Linked DNA regions of Strix aluco: region 1 is linked to region 2. The links are chromatin contacts, called in public Hi-C maps. All regions are on one chromosome and are shown on one strand. Each heading gives the region's core, a stretch centred on a gene start, on an enhancer-like site or on the middle of the called end of the contact. The rest is flanking DNA. Distances are from core to core; before and after follow the strand shown. Region 1 holds the start of SPIN1 (spindlin 1). Region 2 holds the start of CKS2 (CDC28 protein kinase regulatory subunit 2).

Region 1 (4,728 bases), core at 1,485-3,984, 350 kb after region 2:
GTTGATGTAAACTCCATTATTATAAATTATTTTCTTCTCACCTCTGGTTAATCAATGCTTATTAATGGAGATAGAAAAAGCAGCAGAAAAAAAGTATTAATATATGATTACTTCAGCACTGAAGTGTAGCATTTATTTCTATCTCAATAAAAACTGTATGATTATGCCGTGCCAGTGCTTCTCCACTAGAAGCTTCCAAAGCAAAGCAGACAAAGACGACAGAGCTAGGACATTTGTTACTTCAGGGCAATGCTCAGGTATTAACAGAAGCCACAGCTATCCCTGTGTATATGACTGAATAAAGACCATGTCTTTAGATATAATCTTTGAAAAATAAAACACGTACTATTAATTACAGTAACATGCACAGAATGCAACATAAAGCATCACGTCTTTGCATGTTCGGCATTCACCCTTGTTACAACCTAGCTACAAATCTGTTCCACAGCAGATCACTTTATATATGCTCAACAAACTACGTTCAAGTTATTTTGGTTTTACGTCATAAGCAAAAAAATAAGCCATATTCGTCAAAGCCAGAAGGGGGTGCTCTAAATAACTGAGGTGGGGGGTAGTGAACTGAGCATTTGCCTTGTGTTGAGAGGTCAGAAACATGCTGTCTTGCTTTAGTTTGGGAGCTCACTTAAATTCACGATGTCGTGCCTTTTTTACAAAAAAAGGAATCTCAAAAGCATAAGCCCTCATTTTAACAAAAAGGAAATGCTTCGGTTTGTGCTATTGTCATCACAAGGGCAAATTAATCTGTGACAAAAAACTGGCAACAAAAAGACCTGGCAAGTGTTAATCCCAGTTTTGTATCCTATGATTTGTGAGCTGTTTAAGATACTGACAAGGAGATACAGGGAATGCAAAGGAATTCAAAAAGCCTATGCTACGGTTTTTACCTACACAATGCCTATTCTGACCTAACTAGTTCAGGTCTTTTTAACATGACTGTGCTGAGTTGATATCTTATACCGAACTACGTCCTGAAATGAAAGAAACGGCCCTGAATGAAAGATCATTCTGCAAGTGGAATACAGTATTTCATCTCTGCCAGCACTTTGGTGCATCAGCCTCCCCCCACCCAAAAAGAGAAAAAGATACGCACATTCCAATCAAGCCTCTCTCAGCGGGGCTCACCCAGTTCCCCCAGCCTTCCCTCCCTTCCTCCCTCGCCCCAGGCCTTGCCAGGTTCCCAAATCCCCTTTGATTTTAGGTTTCATTTTGTTGTAAGCAGCGAAACGAAAGGAGAAAGCTTCCAAAGCGAGGATCCTTACCCTTGAAATCCCGCCATGCTCGCAATAAGGAGGGTGAACTGTTTTTCCTCTTTTTTTTTTTGGATGGGAGATGAGGGGGGAGGGGAAAGAAACAAAAGCCTAAAAGGAGGAGAGGCTAAGCGGCGGAGACAGAGGGAGAAGGCGGAGACCCTGGTGGAGGAGCAGGGCGAGCGTCAGCCATGTTGTGTGTGTGTTGGTCCAGTATTTACAAACCTGCAGCTGCAGCAGCGCTTGGAGTCTGGGAGAGAGGGGAACGAAGGGAGGGAGAGAGAAAGGCGAGGAGGGAGGAGAGGCAGGCCCAGGGAGTGGGAAGGGAGGGCGGGAGGAGGGGAAAGCGGCGGCAGACAAAGGATCGCAGCGCAGCGCGCACACACGCGCGCGCTCGGGGTGCCTCGCGCCGCGGCAGCGCTGCCCGCAACCCTGCCACTGCCGGCCCGAGGCGGCGGCTCCCCCTCCGGCCGCCGCGGCACGGCCCGGTCCGGCCCCGCCGCCACCGCACTCACGCCCCCTTCACCCCGCTCCCCCGCGACGGGGAGGGGAGCCGGGGCACGCTTCCCCCCGTCCCCGCCTCCCTCGGCGTGCGCTAGCGAGGGGGAAGCTTCTCTGCGGCAGCCCCCCCCGGCGGGCCCCAGCCCACATACAATGGCTCCGCGGGGGGGTGGGGGTGGGGGGGGAGCGGACCCCTCCCCTCCGGCAGGGGACGGAGCGTGGATGCCGACCGGGGCCAGTGCCAAGGGAGAGCGGCTGCCCCCCGGAGCCCGGAAGGGTGGGAGTTGCCAGGCAGCCGGGGCGCCGCGGGGGAAGCGACGGCAGAGGCGGCAACATGAACCCGGGGCCCCCGCGGCCCCACTGCCGCCCGCCTCCTGCGGCTTCCGGGAGGGCCACGGGGGCGGGACGGGAGGGGCGACGGGCCGCGGCGGAGGAGGGGGCGCGGAGCCGGGACGCCCGCGGGTGGACACATATTGTCAGCCCCGGGGGAGGCGAGGCGAAGCTGGGCTCAGAGCTCCGGCTTCCCCTACAGCGACTCCCTCCGGCTCTGCCCGGTACTGGGCCGGGCCAGGCCAAGGGCGGCGCGACAGGCTGCGTTCGCGCCCCCCCCCCCCCCCCCCCCCCGCCTCGCCTCCCCTCCCCTCCCCCGCCTTCCCCACTCGCTCACCTGCCGGCGGGACGGGCGCCCGGGGGTGCCAGGCGGGCGGCCCGGGGGTGCCAGCGCTGCAGCCGCAGCCCCCTGCCTTGCCAGGCCGCTCAGTTCCTCCGCGGCGGCAGCGAGGACGGCCGCTCCCCTTGTCTCGTTTGCCCCCCTCCGCCGCCGCCGCTGCCTCCTGCTCGCCTCTGCCACATTTGGATCCCCCTCTCCCTACGCGAGCTCCGCCGCCAGGATAGAGGCCTCCTCACCTTCCTGCCAAAAAGTGAGCCGCCCGCATCGGGCCGTTCAAAACACAGGGCCGGGCCCCGCCCTTCTCCCTCCTGCCCCCCGCCCTGCCCCCTTCCGCCGGCGCGCAGGCGCACTGCGGCTCCCGAACTGCGACAGGAGCGGGGGGGGCCGCTACCCGCCCCGCCCCGCCCCGGCCGCCGTCGCCGATCCCAGCGCGTCTGCGCGGCCGCGGCAGCCGCCCGGCGTTCCGCTGCTGCCGCGTTGCCCTGCCCTGCGGGCCGGCTCGACACACGGCTTACCCGGCCCTGGGGCGTGGGGTGGGCCTCGCCCCGCCCGCTCGCCAGCGCTGCGCAGCCCGCCTAGCGCCGCCTCACGGGTGGGCCGCGGCGGTTCGTGGCGGCGGTGCCGCTCACCAGCAGCGCCTTTTCCGTGGGCAGGCCTTGGGCCCGCGGCCTGCCTGAGGCCCAGCGCCACGGCGGGCAGTCTCACGGGTTGTCATGGTACCCAGCGTTTTCCACCGGGTTTCTGTGGTGTCCCTGGTCATCTTCCAACCCTCAAACAATGTTCAGGTGATCTGAGGAAGTGCCGATTGTCGTGTTGGTACAATGAAACCCAAGAGTGTGAAGGTACCTGAAGGCTGACTGGCATTTCGCCTGCCTAGGCAAAGTGCTTCTAAGTAATCGAGGCTGTCAGGTATGCTGCATGTAGTATGAAAGAAAACTGAAAAGCCTGCGTTTTGCACTAAATTGTTATCATTGCAAGACAGGAAACGTTACTGGGATGGAGAAGGAGTAGTTCCTTCAAAACTTAAAATGGTGTCCTTGTCTGTGGAACAGAGAAACAAAAAAGGGGTGGGGGAACACTTCAAAAATCCTAGCTGAACAAAAGCACTGATTACAAGTTCTTCACACAGTCTTGGTGCACTATCTTGTGTGCTCTCAGCTTTTGGCTTGAGGAGGCTGATAGAGAAGGCAGTCGATGGGAAACCTGCAAGTAGTCAAGGCTGTTCAGCAGTTGCTGGACCACGGACAAGTGTCATCTTCTGAACCATCGGTGTTAAATCCCAGTGTTATAGATTAATTGTAATTTAATGGGAAATATCCACTTCTCAATTTTTAGTGGTCAATAAAATTTTTATTAGCAAGCAGCGAGTGAGCAAAACAGCGCTGGGTGTGCCGGGAGTCTCTGCTCTACCAGGACACACACCTTACAGGACAGAACTGAGTCCCTTTATAGTGTAGGCTTCCTCCATATTCATGATGGGTGTACCCTGAGGGGTCTGCAAAGTTGTAAACAAGTTTTCCCGGGCTTTTCTTGGGTTTTTCCATTTATGGGGGATGACTCAGCACAGGTGTTTTTGCAGTCCTAACAGGCTGGCTACACCATAGTCTAGTCATAACATTGTCTAGACATAACACTATCTGGCTTGAAGATGGGGGCCATTTTCGCTCCCTTCTAACAACTGATTTTAACAATAGAAACTATGTACATATATCTTATTTCTTATTTCTTTTTAAACCTGAGGTTACATAGAAAGTGCAAAAACATTTAGAAATTCTATACATAAGAGAATTACAAAACTGTTCGGCCACAACATAGTTTAGTTACAACACAATCTGGTATTAACAGAGTCTCTCTTTATGCTTAGTTTACTTAACAAGATGTCCAGACCACAACTTCTTTTTCCCCTTGAGATTTGAATAACAAATACCATATATGTTTTATTACAATTCCCCCCTTTTCTTTTAACTAATTTTGTTTTTCAAATCTCCTTAACACATCACAAACTTCGTTTAAGACAGGGGTTTCTTCTATCCCTTTAATCTGTTCATATTGTGTTTTTACCACCATTAAGTGTGTAGCCTCTAATCTTCCTTTGATAATAGTAAATATACATGGTCCGAAAGTTAACCCAAGTATTAATAACACTAGGGGCCTCATAAAATGGGGGCTTAACATCAAAACACAACCAACAATGCTTAACTTGCCATTAATATTTTCCAAAGAGGAGTTGTAGTTGTCTCAATTTCTTGAGGGAAACTTGGTACTCTTTTTGTGCTATTACTAATTGAG
Region 2 (5,435 bases), core at 223-2,722:
TAATGAAACTGTATACTGGAACAGCCAACCTACCTCCTAGAAGAAACTGTATAGAAGAATGTGTTCCTGGCAACTGGCAGTCATATCACCTATTTCAAAAATAAGGGCTTTGGACTTTTAGAACGACTGATAAAGTCACTCGTTTGTATTTTGCATTCTGTAACCAACAATGTATTCTCCACAGAGAAAGTGCTGGTTTATAGAGACAGAACACTAACACCACTTAAGAGCCCAATCTGTCAGCTGAGGAGAAACATAGTCTGCCCTCCACATTTTCAAGTTCCTTTATCACTTAGTACAAAGCAATGCGTTCAATTGTGGTTTTGAGAGCATAGCTGCTAAGAGGGACACTAGACCTCTACACGGAGGAACAAAACCCCTGATTTGCAGTAGTGCTTTCAAGTAAGCCTAGAGGACTGAATTTCAACAGTATCAGTTATAATCCAGATCTGACTGGTGCTATATGACAGCTTTGAAAACTAGCAAATGTCTCGAAGGCAGTACGAACTACATTTATTAATACTAGGTGTTGGCGTGGCCTTACGAACTGCCTTCAAAGATGACACGTAAAGCAAAACACACGCTTCATCCACATTCAGAGCTCGATCGCGTTACTCTCCGCCGAGCAGAGCATTCTGAACACAACGGTTAGGGCTCCCTGCTTCAGTTCCCCACGGTACCTGACCGAGGGAGGCGGCACCGCCGGCCCGTTCCCCCCTCCCCCGAGAGCGGCGCCGCCGCGGCCGCGCGGTTACCTCTCGAGCCACCAGCGGGGCGGGGCGCGCCGCTCCCCCCCGCCCCCCCCGGCGGCCGCCAGCCAGGCCTCGCCCGCGGGGCGCCCGAGCCCCGCTCTGCCGCTCCCAGCTTCATCGCCCGGCTCCGCCGCTTCCTTCACCGCCCTCCGGGGCTTGCATCGCCCGCTCACCGAACGGCGGCCCTGGAAGGGCCAGCCGAGACCGGCACTCGAATCACCCACCCTCCTCCCCCCAGCTGGTCCGAGGCGACGCAAAAACCCACCGCCAAGAGGCAAGGCACGGCCCCTCCCCGCAGGCTTTAAGCCCCTCTGGCCCCACGGAAGCCAGGGTCACGCTCGCTGCCGCCACAGGCCGAGCGTACTCCCTGAGAGCATGGCACCAGCCCCGGGAGAGACGCCTGCCCGAGGCGCCGCGCCCTCCCGCCGCTCCGAAAGGGCCGGCAGGAGCCCCCCCTTAATGCCTTCAGCCGGCCCTCCCGCCCTCTCCCACTGCCTCGTACCGGTACTCGTACTGATCGTCAAAGTACTTGTCAGAATAGTAGATCTGCTTGTGGGCCATGGCGAGAGACGGCAGGAACAGGAACAGAACAGCACCCGCCTCACACGGACAACCCCACCGACTAACCCCGCGCTTCCGCCACCCGCTCGGTTTGAATCTAACAGCGCGACTCTCATTGGCGGCGCCGCGACAGCCAATCGCGTGCCGGGCCGCCGCGTGACTGACCGCTCGCCCTCCCACCCATCCCCGGAGCCGCCGGGGCATTACGTAAGGGGTGACGGTGGGAGGGCGGTGCGCGGGGCGGGCGTGGCGGCGCCGGGGCGCGGTGGTTGGCTCAGCCGCCGGCGGGGCCGGGCGCTTCCAGCACTTTCCAGGGGAGGGTGGGGTGTGCGGGAGAGGCGGTTGGGGCCGGTGGCGGGCGCGACCCTGCGCGTGTCGCGATGCCCTTGGCGCGGCCCTGGCGGCTGCGGTCTCGGGCGTCCAGGGGATTGCGCATGGCGGGCAGCGGGGGAGAGCCTCCTCCGGCCCCTTAGTAAAGTTTCAGGTTAAAATCAGGCGTGTGCTGTGCCTTGGTGCCGCTCTGCGCTGCGTACCGTGGGGCCGGGGAGGTTTTGTGAACTCGTGGTACGCTGGTCTGCGGTCGTTTCACAAACACGACTGCTCCCCTGAGTTGGAAGGCTGTGGCGTCTGTAGTACTTAATGTGCTGCTTGCGCAGAGTGCAAACAAACGTGGGGTGCAGGTGTGCTCAGAGCTGTGTGGGGTCTGTGGAGAGGATTTCTGTTTACCAACATTCCTAGCCAGCAAAACAGCACAGTAAATGCTGTCATGGCAAAACATAATTAGCAGCTTGCCAGGATTTAATGAGGCACTTCAGTTCCTAGGATATGAGTGTTATTTTTGGCATCAGGCTTTCTCAGAAGGTAAATACTGGATTCTGCACTTTTCTAAACTCCAGTGGTATTTCTTGGGTGTAGCTGCCCTGTTGAGATAAGCTTAGTGGGAATGTTTCCAGAAAGGGCAATCTCACCATTACCATGTTCTGTGCCCCCTGCTGAACCATCCCACTCCGCAGGTTAGGGTAAGGTTGTAACTCTGCACAGTACAAGGAGTGAACGATGATCACTCAAAAGGTTTCACCGAATAACAGGTTTACTTGAAACTTGGCAGTGGCACAATGGATAGTGTAAAGGCTAGGCAAAACTCAACACCAAGACTTGTGAATACAATGGAGAACAGTGATTTAGGCAAAACTCAAAAGATCACCCATATGTGCCTAGAATGAGGTCAGAAAAGAGAGAGAAAAAGATAAGGAGTGGGAGAAATGAAAATGTATCACCACCTTTGGATTCAGCATGGACCTCTGCTCATAGCTGAAGTCCTCCAGTGGCAGGCATGCAGGCCTGAATATGCGTCTTCTCCTCCTTTTACACTGTAAGTGCCCACCCCCACAGGCGGGGATTCTGGCATCACTGAGCAAGCGCAGTGCAAGTTTGAGAATGTTCTGGAAATGAGTCAGTGGGCTGTGGGGGGTCTTGGTGATCTCGCACTCTCCCCTCCCCAGACTTGACCAAGGGTTACCTTCCACAGGTGCACACACAGAGCAGCTTGACTGGGGATTAGCTTTCACAGATGCGTATGTGCGGGCAACGGGTAGTCTGTGTGGTTCTTGAGAGCAGGGATGCTGCCCCACCTCCACAGATCCTGTCTGCTTGCTTTTGCTTGTATCAAGACAGAGGTTTGAGACAATTCCCTGCTCCATTTTGACTCGGGGCCTCACACCTCCCTATGGCGTGCTGCTGTCTCCTCTCCTTGTTGGGCCTCTGTAGTAAAAGAAGACTAATTTTCTGCTTTCATGGTGCTACCAGAAACACAGGTATGGTCTGTGATCATGTGATATATCTGCCTGAAATCTGTTCTGATTGGGGGGGGGGGGGGGCGCAGAAAATGAAGTCATGTGAAGCGCAAGTGCTAAAACACATGCATGTGTAGGGCTGATAGTTTTTAGCAGCATTGTTTTTACTGGTACTGGAGCCTGATGTATTAAATGCTAAATTTTAAACCAGTATCATGCATTTTATCTGTGAAAAGGAGTCTTTATAATCTAGCAGTAATATTTTTCTCTTGATTGCATCTCATGGCATGTTGATACAGGTCATTTATAGGCAAAATGAAGTCAGTATTTTTGTACTGATGTAGTTAAATGTGTGGAATTCCATTCATTAACAAAGATCCTCAGCAGGAGTATCAATTCCAGTATGATCATACAAGTACAAACCACCTGCAAGTTTTCTAAGGTATTGGTTGGATTATTCAAAACAGAGTATGGGGTTTTTTTTTCTTAGTTTCAGGCAGCACAATTGTTATTTTTGAATACTTAAGGCAGAGAATACACAATATTTTCTGTTAGGAATTGCGTTTTGTAGTAATGGAAAGAAAGATCAAACCACCACAGCAAAGGGGTTCAGCTGGATGGAAGACATTTCATCTATGTGCCTTCTTTATAACCTTTCAGTTTATCATCTCATGCATATGGAACGTGAGAGAAAATTGGCCTTTATGGAAGTCTACGTATAACCCTGCTTTCAGAAGTGAAAGCCTGTATTCCCTCTAAAACAACTTTTCCTTCTATTGCAAATACAAATGTACCAAATCATAGTTTGGAAGAGGATTAAAAGGATTCTTAGGCAGGTATGCATCCAATTCTCTTTGAGATCCCTCAAATTATATTGAAAATCATCATTGCTCAGAGTTGAATAACTTTATTTGTCAGGCAACTGGTAGAGCTAACAAAACTGACATACTGGTTTTAGTAATCCAGGGTTAGGAGATCTTACTTGGTACCGGACTGCCATTTCACCTTCTTCTTTCATAATTTCTTTTCCCTGATAAGACTTAAAAACATTGGTGAATGATAAATAATGTGACAGTAACAGGAATTTGTAAAGTTTCACTAATAATTTGGTATCTTTTTCCTAAAATGAAAACATTAAGGATATAATTTGTAAAATTATTGAAATAAATTAATAAGTTTGCTAAAAGGTTAAGCATATTAAATGGTTAAGCTTGATAATCATTTCCAGGCACATGAATAACAAGAAGAGGATCAGGAGTAGGCAGTATGGATTCACCAAGGGGAAGTCATGCTTGACCACCTTGTTAAACTTCTATGATCAAATGGCCTGGAAGAGCCAGGGAGAGAGTAGCAGTTACTGTCTACCTTGACTTCAGTAAGATTTTGATACTGTCTCCCATAACATCTTCATAGAGAAGCTGTTGATGTACGGGCTTGATGTGCAGACAGTGAGGTGAATGGCCAGGCCCAGAGGGTGGTGCTACATAGTGCAGAGTCTAGTTGGAGGCCAGTAACTAATTATTGGTGTATCCCAGGGGTCAATACTGGGTCTGATCCTGTTCAAGGTCTTCATTAATCATCTGCACTATGGGGCTGAGTGTTCACAGCAGGTTTGCAGATGACACGAAACTGGGAAGAGTGGCTGATATACCAGGGGGTTGTGCTGCCAGGTCAGTGGGCTGCAGAAATGGGCTGAGAGAAACCTCATGAAATTGAACAAGGGGAAGTGCAAAGTCCTGCACCTGGAGAGAAACAACCACCAGCATCAGTGCATGGTGGGAACCAATGAGCTGGAGATCGGCTTTGTAGAAAAGGACCTGGGAGTCCTGGTGGACACAAAGTTGAACATGGGTCAGCAGTGTGCCCTTGCAGCAAAGAAGGCTAACTGTATCCTGGGCTGTATTAGGAGGAGTGTTGCCAGCAGGTTGAGAGAGGTGATTTTTTCCCTCCATTCAGCACTGGTGAGGCCACTGCTGGAATACTGTGCTGAGTTCTGTGCTCCGCAGTACAGGAGAGAGATGGACATATAGGAGAGAGTCCAATGAAGGGCCACAAAGATGATGAAGGGACTGGAGCTTCTCTTCAGAGGAAAGACTGAGAGAGCTGGGACTATTCAGCCTGGAGAAGACTCGGGGGACCTTATCCATGTATATAAAAACGTGAAAGCAAGGTGCAAAGAATACAGAGGCAGGCACTTTCCAGTGACAGGACTAGAGGCAATGGGCACAAACTGAAACATGGGAGGTTCCTCCTGAACATGAGGACACACATATTTACTGTGGGGGTGATAGGGCACTGGCAGAAGTTGCTCAGAGAGCTGCTGGAGCCT

The links. Hi-C and Micro-C count contacts between places; a contact is called where the count stands out from the background.
Region 1: a contact with region 2 is called in a Hi-C map of heart, with 11 times the contacts expected there. The contact joins the promoter of SPIN1 here to the promoter of CKS2 in region 2. A contact is called at or near these places in 2 of 2 Hi-C or Micro-C datasets (brain and heart).

Annotation. Positions count from the first base shown.
Region 1 is chrZ:67,485,926-67,490,653 of bStrAlu1.hap1, forward strand. SPIN1 (spindlin 1) reads right to left here and starts at 2,735. Exons shown (of 7, transcript XM_074811790.1): 1 at 2,437-2,735.
Region 2 is chrZ:67,141,571-67,147,005 of bStrAlu1.hap1, forward strand. It overlaps CKS2 (CDC28 protein kinase regulatory subunit 2), which reads right to left and starts at 1,473. Exons shown (of 3, transcript XM_074812156.1): 1 at 1,255-1,473. The coding sequence starts at 1,313. All of the region lies in intron 1 of SHC3 (SHC adaptor protein 3), which reads left to right.